3 separate regions of the Mus musculus genome follow, and regions 1 and 2 are each linked to region 3. The links are chromatin contacts, called in public HiChIP or PLAC-seq and promoter capture Hi-C maps. All regions are on one chromosome and are shown on one strand. Each heading gives the region's core, a stretch centred on a gene start, on an enhancer-like site or on the middle of the called end of the contact. The rest is flanking DNA. Distances are from core to core; before and after follow the strand shown.

The links. Promoter capture Hi-C pulls out the DNA fragments that hold promoters and counts their contacts. HiChIP or PLAC-seq counts read pairs in DNA pulled down with a chosen protein or histone mark.
Region 1: a contact with region 3 is called in an HNF4G HiChIP or PLAC-seq map of pancreatic cancer cells. The contact joins the promoter of Pkp2 here to the promoter of Slc7a4 in region 3. A contact is called at or near these places in 1 of 39 promoter capture datasets (pre-B cells) and 1 of 115 datasets of contacts at active chromatin or transcription factors (pancreatic cancer cells).
Region 2: a contact with region 3 is called in a promoter capture Hi-C map of liver, with 3 times the contacts expected there. The contact joins the promoter of Septin5 here to the promoter of Slc7a4 in region 3. A contact is called at or near these places in 3 of 39 promoter capture datasets (hippocampal neurons and liver).

Annotation. Positions count from the first base shown.
Region 1 is chr16:16,211,915-16,214,614 of GRCm38.p6, forward strand. It overlaps Pkp2 (plakophilin 2), which reads left to right and starts at 1,431. Exons shown (of 13, transcript NM_026163.2): 1 at 1,431-1,681. The coding sequence starts at 1,459.
Region 2 is chr16:18,628,610-18,631,309 of GRCm38.p6, forward strand. It overlaps Septin5 (septin 5), which reads right to left and starts at 1,329. Exons shown (of 12, transcript NM_213614.2): 1 at 1,199-1,329; 2 at 1,042-1,052. The coding sequence starts at 1,241.
Region 3 is chr16:17,575,337-17,578,036 of GRCm38.p6, forward strand. Slc7a4 (solute carrier family 7 (cationic amino acid transporter, y+ system), member 4) reads right to left here and starts at 1,335. Exons shown (of 5, transcript NM_144852.3): 1 at 1,304-1,335; 2 at 1-629. The coding sequence starts at 597. It overlaps LOC115488657 (a long non-coding RNA gene), which reads left to right and starts at 543. Exons shown (of 2, transcript XR_003951946.1): 1 at 543-878; 2 at 1,078-1,421.

The sequences.
Region 1 (2,700 bases), core at 181-2,680, 1.4 Mb before region 3:
TTGACAAGAAACAGGAAAGTGAAGTTACACTTCCTAAGATAAATAAGAGAAATTTCCTGTTTGTCTCTTGCTGAAGAAAGCAGAATGGGACCTTACCAATCATAGTTCTCCAGGTACAGAAGCCAGAGTGAGTCCTGGCCCTGCAGAAGCAGGCGCTGCAGTTATCTTTTAAAGCAACAGACCTGGGACTTTCAGAAGGAGCTAGGAGATAGATGAAGGGAAACAGGTTGCTTACAAGGGGCTGGTGACAGGATTTGTTGCTGTAATTTAACCGTCATAACATTCTTGTTTTCGGTAAGCTCTCAGCATCACATCTGTACATTATTTACACCTGACTTGGCAAGCCAAGCTTTTGGGCACAATTTACCTAAAGACTGGCCCAGTTGCTTTTGCTGACCTCATAGCTCCCACCTCCAGAGCTTTCCTTATGACCTTTGACTATGTGGCCTGTGGAGAAAGAGTGACTCGTCCCTGATTTCCTCGATGCTCGAAGGCAAAACAGGAAGCCACATTAACTGTTTAGTTAGGAACCGGGGAAGAAGAGAAGTTGTGTTCCCTAGCTGTTCCAACAAAGGTACAAACCCTAGCAACCAAAGGAAAAGACCCCACTTGATAACAAACATAGATGTTTTTCTTTTCTTCTCCCAAGTCTAAATACCAGTATGTGGAGAGTAGCATCGGTTGTCAACTTTAAGTTCAAGGACCCTTCTGTTGAGCTTAGCTCTTGTTCTTAGCCCAATTGCATGTGAAGCATAGTTAATAGCATGATAAACTCAAGTTCGGGAGATTTAAGTGAGAAACCTCGTTCATGAGTTCCCCTGCAAAGAGCTTGTCATAAAGAGGGCTTAGTCAACGTTAGAAGAGCTATTAAAACTGAGTATTAAAAGTCATCTTTTCTCTGGGCCTCTTATTGGAGTTTCTCTGTGTGGGCATGTTCCTTAAGAAGGAAGTGGGTGGACAAGAGCGCACTGGGTACAATTTGTGTATTTGCAAGAGCAAGCAGAGGCTTTCACTGAGGGAGAACATATGTTTCTGGGGCTCCATCTGTACAAAAAGCTCGGCGTCCTGAAGTACTACGGATAAAAAAAAAAACCTTTAAAATACGTCTATTTCATACATGTTTCATTATCTGTGAACGTTTGGAACAGTGTAACTGACCCTAACTAACTAGATGTGCTACTCACAGCAGAAGTTCCCAGCTGCACCTGTCCTAAGGGCAGCTCCTCCCACAATCCTTCGCGAGCCGAGAATACGTGGGGGCCTCAGAGGACGTGCTCGCCCCGGGCGGAGTGCGCCTGCTTTGCAGGAGCCACGCCCCTGTCCCCTAAGGGCCTGGGTCCTACGGGGCGGGGCGGGGCGGGGCGGGGCGGGGCGGGGCGGGGTTTGCTGCCGGTCCCCACGCCTCTGCGGCTTTGCGGGCAGGTCCTGGCAGTCCCTCCTGGTCACTCCGCCGACGCGATGGCCGTCCCCGGCTCACTGGCCGAGTGTGGCTACATCCGGACTGTGCTGGGCCAGCAGATCCTGGGTCACCTGGACAGCTCCAGCCTGGCCTTGCCCTCCGAGGCCAGACTGAGGCTGGCCGGCAGCAGCGGCCGCGGCGACCCGGCGGCCCGGAGCCAGCGGATCCAGGAGCAGGTGCAGCAGACCCTGGCCCGCCGGGGCCGGAGCTCTGCGGTCAGCGGTGAGTCGAACCCCACCCGCCGTGCTAGTCGTAGGTCTCCCCGGTGCGAACCGGTGTCCGCCCGCCCACCTGTTGCTCACCTTACCTTTTCCGGCTCGTGGTTGGTCGCTTTGGACACGCTTCCTCCCTAACCTTTGGTTCTGGTCTACCTTATTCGTTTGTTAATTACACAATTGTCTGTATTAAAGAATTCGATCGGTTTCACCCTTCGCCGCTCGCTCCGGGTTCTCTCCCTGAGATTCTAAAAAACACTTTGAAATTTTATGCAGACTTTGGTATGCAAGATTGATCTTCTGGAATAAGGCGCTTTGGGCTTTTATTGAGATGTTTTAGAGTTTACGACTCTCTATAAATATTTTTAGAAAGAAACCTTCAAAGCCCTGCGGTTCCTCCATCCTCTAAATTGAGGTTACCTCGTCCAAGTGCTCCACTCCGTATCTGCGACTAAACAAATTGAGCAAGTCGGCTTTGGGTCTGGGAGCAACCTGAACACCCTGCGGAGGATAAGGAGGAAGGAGACTTTGGCCAGGCTGAAGGTAGCCCCGCCTGCCCACCTCACACCCACACACCAGAACCAACAGATGCGTGGGTGCAGAACCGCCCTCATTAAAAAAAAAAAAATCAACCCCCCACCACACAGACTAGTTGACAGAAGTGTGGTTGATCAGAAAGATCAGAAGCTCTGGTAAATGTGATTACCATTAAGAATAATAATGCTTCCGTGCCAGCATGTGGATTTCAAATAGCAGAGTCTGGGAGGCTGTCCGCTTTTCAGTTTGTCTAAAGGTTAGGGCAGTTGATGTTTGCATACTTGAAAAGTAAAGAGGTGTTTAATGATTGCAAGCTCATGTAAGTGAGTGCCTGTAACGTCCCTAATTAGGCTATGTGGTTCGCACTTTATATTATCTTCTTAAAATGAACTGTGTATTTTTTTCCTTTCTCTTTCCATATGTGTAGATATAGATACGATTTTTAAGATGCAGCCTCAAACTTCCCGTCTCCGTCTCCCATGTGCTGAG
Region 2 (2,700 bases), core at 79-2,578, 1.1 Mb after region 3:
TTCCTAGCCTCTGGCCCCCCTCTCCCTTACACAATAGCATGTGTCCCCATCGGGCTTTGTCTGGCTTACTGGGATGGGGAGGCAGTTCTCCTGGGGGAGCCCCTCCCAGTGAGTCTCATCAGCCTTGGGCGGGGCATGTCCCTGCCAGGAGACTGTGACTCTCCGGCTCACCCCATCTGCCAGCTGCTTTTGCTCTGTCTGATGATGTACTCTGGTCTAGTACTCTGGAGTCCAATGCTAGGCGAGAACACCCATCCCCAGCAAGGCTTGCTGAAGCCTTCTGGTGTCAGAATTGGGCCTCCCCCACCCCATCTTCAAACAGGGCCTAGCTCAAGCCACAGAGGACATCCCTTTGGTCACCCACTTCCACAGCACTCTGGTTTCACAACCCTCAGCTCCTTTGGATTTTCACAGGTTACCCGGTAGGCTGGTACTTTCCCTGGGGTGGGGAAATCAGGCTAGCCCCCCTCTGGAAGGCCACAGCCTGGCTGTACTCAAGGTTTGGAGGGCTAGTGCTAGGATGACTCAGATGGGGAGCCTTGCAAGTTCCAGGTCTTGGAAGATGCTCTGCCAAAGACTAGTGAGCATAAATTTAGGCACAGAAGAGAGACACCCAAAGGTGCATGGGCATGAAGCAGAGGCCCCATGGTATTGCTCAGGAGACTGGTGGGCCCCCCCCCCCATTCCTGGCCTGTCATAACTACAGCCTCACCCAGGACCCCCAGCACGAGGCCTTCCGGTCAGGTTAAAAAGGGGATGCTGGCCCTGGACTAGAGGAGAGAGGCCCTTATCCCAGCCTCCCTTTCTGGGGAGGTGCCTAGGCCGCTGCTATACAGGTCAGGGAACCAAGCGCAGTGCCTACACTTCCCCTCCGTAGCCCCAGGAGCAGCGGCGCTGCCCCTACAGACAATCGATTAACGCCAAAGGACTGGGTGACGGCCGGCGGGGGCGGGGTCACGCCTGGGCGCCACCAGCATCGGTGCCACAATGGGTGACAGCCGGTCCGATCTCACCACCGGCCGAGCGGCGCAACGCCAGTACCTGTTTGTCCTCTGCATGGTCCGGGTCGTGATCCGGGTCCGGGCGGGTCCGGGAGGGTCCGGGCCGGCGGGCAGGGGAGAGACGGAGACAGACGGTGAGAGGCGGGCGGGCGGCGGGGACAAAGGAGCGCGGGCACGCGGACAGGCTCTGGGCTCACCTGGGGTCGCCAGCTTGCTTTTGTACCGCAGTCCTGTGCTCATGGTGGCCGCCGGCGGGGGACGTGTGGCGGCGGGCGCGCGGGCGGGGCGCGGCGACCAGCGGTGGAGGCCGAGGCCGGCTGAGGGGTGACCCGCCCCTCCGCGCCGCCACCACCCGCCCCGCCCGCGCGCCCGCCAGCCAATCGGCGCCCGCCGCGCCCACGCGCGACCCGGAGAGGCCGGTGGGGGCGGGGACTGAGGCGTCCCGCTGTGGTTCCCCCCAGGCCTTTGGTTCTCCCGGCCGCGCGAGTGCAGCCGGGCTATTCCCACGGCTTCGTCCGGAACGCCCCCTCCCCTTCCTGTCATCTAGCCCAGGCCTAGACTCTGTTCTCCCTTGGCTGTCGCTGGAAGCCGGTTGGTTCCTGGGCCTCTGACCTTCCATCGAGTGGCCATTCTATAAAGCATGTCCCAGGACTGTGCTTCATGCAGCCGATGAATGAGTTCAGGTGATATAAAGACCCCTTTTTCACCCCATCAAGAAGCATTTGGAAGGGGCAGACCTGGAGCCCTACCCTTGGTACATTGAGCACAAGTCCAGAACCCGAGCTCTCCTGCAGTCTGCTGGGTGCTAGGCATTCTACACTGGACACACACAAACGCCTGGGCAAGATGGAAAGCACACGGCAGGCAGGGTGTGGTTGTAAGATGGGAGTACTTGAGGTGTATGGCTAGAAGGACACAATCCGAAGGCCACCTTAGCCCTCCTTGCTCCAGCTCTGGTCCCGGTTTTCTGTGATCTGTGCTCTCCCCAGCTACCCCCCTGGAGAGGGGTTGAAGGGGGCTGAGGGACACATAAAGACAAGTCCATGCTCAGAGCCACATTTATGCATGAAGATGCTGTGACTCTGAATCTTCAAAAAGTTGATAGGACTAAGTGACCCACGGTGTGAATAACTTCTGTGTTACTGTCACATCCCAGGTGGTGGCTTAAACCTCACCAGAGAGTCTGTGACCAGGGTAGGGATGTTCCATTGTCCAAATCTTTCTTCTACAGCCTAAGGATCAGATGGGGCATATGACACACTGTGGTGCATCTTTGGGATCTAGAGAGGGCACTCACACGTGATCAAGTGCTAATCATTTTGTGTATAAAACAATGTAGAAGTAAAAGTGTCTACACATCTCTTAGGTTTGGCTTCACCAGTGACTTTTTTCATGGCGTTCTTGGGGGAATTTGGAACTCTGTTAGAGGAATATGTGCAGTCTGAGGCAGGGACAGAAACACAATGTCAGGACTTCTGAGCTTGCCAGTTCTGAGTCTGGAGAAACCCACGAAGGAAAGCTAGGACATTAAGCCTGAGCTGACTGTTACTGTCACTCCAACGGCAGAAACAAAGTGGGGGGAAAAGGAAGTATCTTCCCTGGGGCACTGATGGGAGGGACACTCCTGGTCTCCTCTAGTTAGGGGGTTGTGCTTGGCTGCCTTGGCCCGGAGGGAAGTGTAGGAGAGGGGAAAGAAGCT
Region 3 (2,700 bases), core at 85-2,584:
TGAGAACGTGTGATTAAGCCAGGAGGAGACTCGGGCTCCGCAGGAGACAAAGGCAGAAGCCACGAGTAAAATGCCAGCGGCCAGAAAATCTGGATAGTGAGCTAGGAAGGGCACCTGCCAGACGCCCAGGTGAGACTCCGTGAAGTTGCGAATGCTGTGGTTAAAGATGGCATCCAAATAGCCACTCCAGGCACGGGCTACAGCGGCACCTCCAATGAGGTATTCTAGAAGCACATTCCAGCCTATGAGGAATGCCCATATCTCCCCCATGGACACGTACGTGAATAGGTATGCTGAGCCAGTACGGGGCACACGGGCTCCAAACTCTGCATAGCATAGGGCCGCCAGCAGGGAGGCTACAGCGGCCACCAAAAAGGACAAGAGCACAGCGGGGCCAGCCATGTCCTTGGCCACTGTGCCTGTGAGCACATAGAGCCCAGATCCCACCATGCCACCCACACCCAGTAGAGTCAAGTCCAGTGTGGACAGGCAGCGCCGCAGTGATGTCTCCATGCTAGACTCTTCCAGTGGCTTCAGACGGTTCAGTTTCTGGCAGAAGCGTGCCAAACAGGCAGTACTGGGCAGTCCCCGGGCCATGGCAGACGGAGTACTGAACCAGTTTCTGGAACCTACTGGGGACAGACAGCGGGAATAACCAACCATCCTCCATTCTTTCATAGACAGCCCACCCCAGTCCTCGCCTCCTCTCCTTAGGAGCCCAGGTCAGCTGCACCATGGACCTACTTTAGAAGGCTTGAATGGGACGCGTGTCAGGGACTGTGGGCAGAGGGATAGAACGCATGGAAGTCCTTCCTGTCAGCTTTCAGGGCAGTGGAACTGGCAGAGAGAAGCAGACCTGCAGCGGACCTGCGAACCAGGTAGGTGGTTCTGTGAGTGAGTGGGAGGTTGCTTAAGAACAGGCTTGGAACAGGCTGCACCACGAGCAAGAAGAAATGGGAGGCTTCCCTGGAGCAGTGCCAGGTTGTCAGGACCCGGAACAGGAGCCGCTCCTGCAGCCGGGAACGTGGCCAAAGGGACATGGCCTCAGAGAAAAGCGATCACCCCCTCTTCTGCCAGGTTGGAGGAACAGCTCACCTGAAGCCAGGAGGCCAGAGCTGCAAGGGCCCCGATTCCCGATTCCCGGATGTGAAAGCTGTGGTGCACCTCCCCTCGCCATATGCTCCGCAGCCACAGCTGCTGAGGCTAGCTGCCTCCGCCATGTCCCTGTGCCCCTAGACGCCCAAGCCTTCTCTTGCATTTACGTTCCCGCAGCAGCGGTCCCTCCAGACCCGCTATGACCCACCTGCTGTCGCCGTCGCTGCCACCGTGCGCACTGCGCCTGCCCCACTAGTTTACAACGCCTGCGTGCAGGGCCCGCCCCTCGCTGCCAGGCGCCAGATAAACCCGAGCCTCACGACTCACATCACTGGTTGGGTTCTGTACAGGGTCCCCGCACCGCACCACGTCACGTATCAGAATAACCCTCTAAGCGAGTAAACTTCCAACATCGAGACTAGAGCTGACCTGGGTCCTAGGGCTTACTCCACATTTCATCCACCTCCCTAGGTGAGGAAGCCTGCTCGACTAACCTGCTGAGCCCCTTCTCTGGGTCCAGGTTGGGGGTAGAGCCAAGCCTGATACCGCCCCAGAGCAATTACTCTCCTTGATCTCCCTCCACCCCAACACAACTACAATTGGAAAACGTCCAGGTCCCCACCACGGAGCCTGCAAATGTCCAGCACAGTGAGATGAAGACAGGGGTCTGGCAGAGTGACCCTGGCACTCTAAACCTCAGTGGAGTGGCAGTAAGCACCTTGCACACTAGGCTAGAGAGGGCAGCCTTCCGGACGTGTTCTGTGAATTGGCAGAATTTACAAAGCTATTGTCTGTCTGGTAGTGTCCCATAAAAGGACAGTAGCCAGCATCAGAAGACAGCTTGCAACTCTACAGCAGGACTGCCACTTAGGCCCTCAAATATCAGTGACAGCCTCAGAGCACCTGACAGGACCTGGACATTCTTAAAGGACTCTCCATTCATGATAGCCAGCAGCTCTCCGCATTTGTCACCAGCGTTCCCGCCATCAGGGTGCCTGGGTCAGCTACGGCATAAAATCTCCAGAGTCCGCTTATGCTTAGCTCTGAGGAATCTTTTCTCTCTCTCTTCTTCTCAGATTGAAAACAAAGGTGGCAGCTAGGTAGGGTGACCTATGCCTGTAATTCTGGCACTTGGAGGATCAAAAGATTGAAGACCATGTATAAGTATGTATACATAGTTTTCATATATGTATGTGTGGCAATACATATGTGGTGAGGTGCTGACTTGTTGACAGCAAGACAATAGCCCAGCAAAGCCAAGTCGGGCAAAACCGAGGTAGGCATGTTTCTCCCAGAACTTTATATATTTGACCTACAATACATATCTAATGTAGTTAGTATGTATATGCAATAAAATAAACATACAACTATATAATATATACTTGATTATATATGATGATAGAGTGATATAAATACACCACTAAAAATCTATATTTCATACACACAAATATTCAAATTTATGGATGATTACTGGAAACTTAGGATGCAGTCTGCATGACTCATTCAGATGAGGACAAAGCGGTTGGGTGACATTCCAGATACACAGGGACACTTGGAACACTGTGACCTCCTGATAGCCAACATCATCTGAAGGTGCTGCTGCTG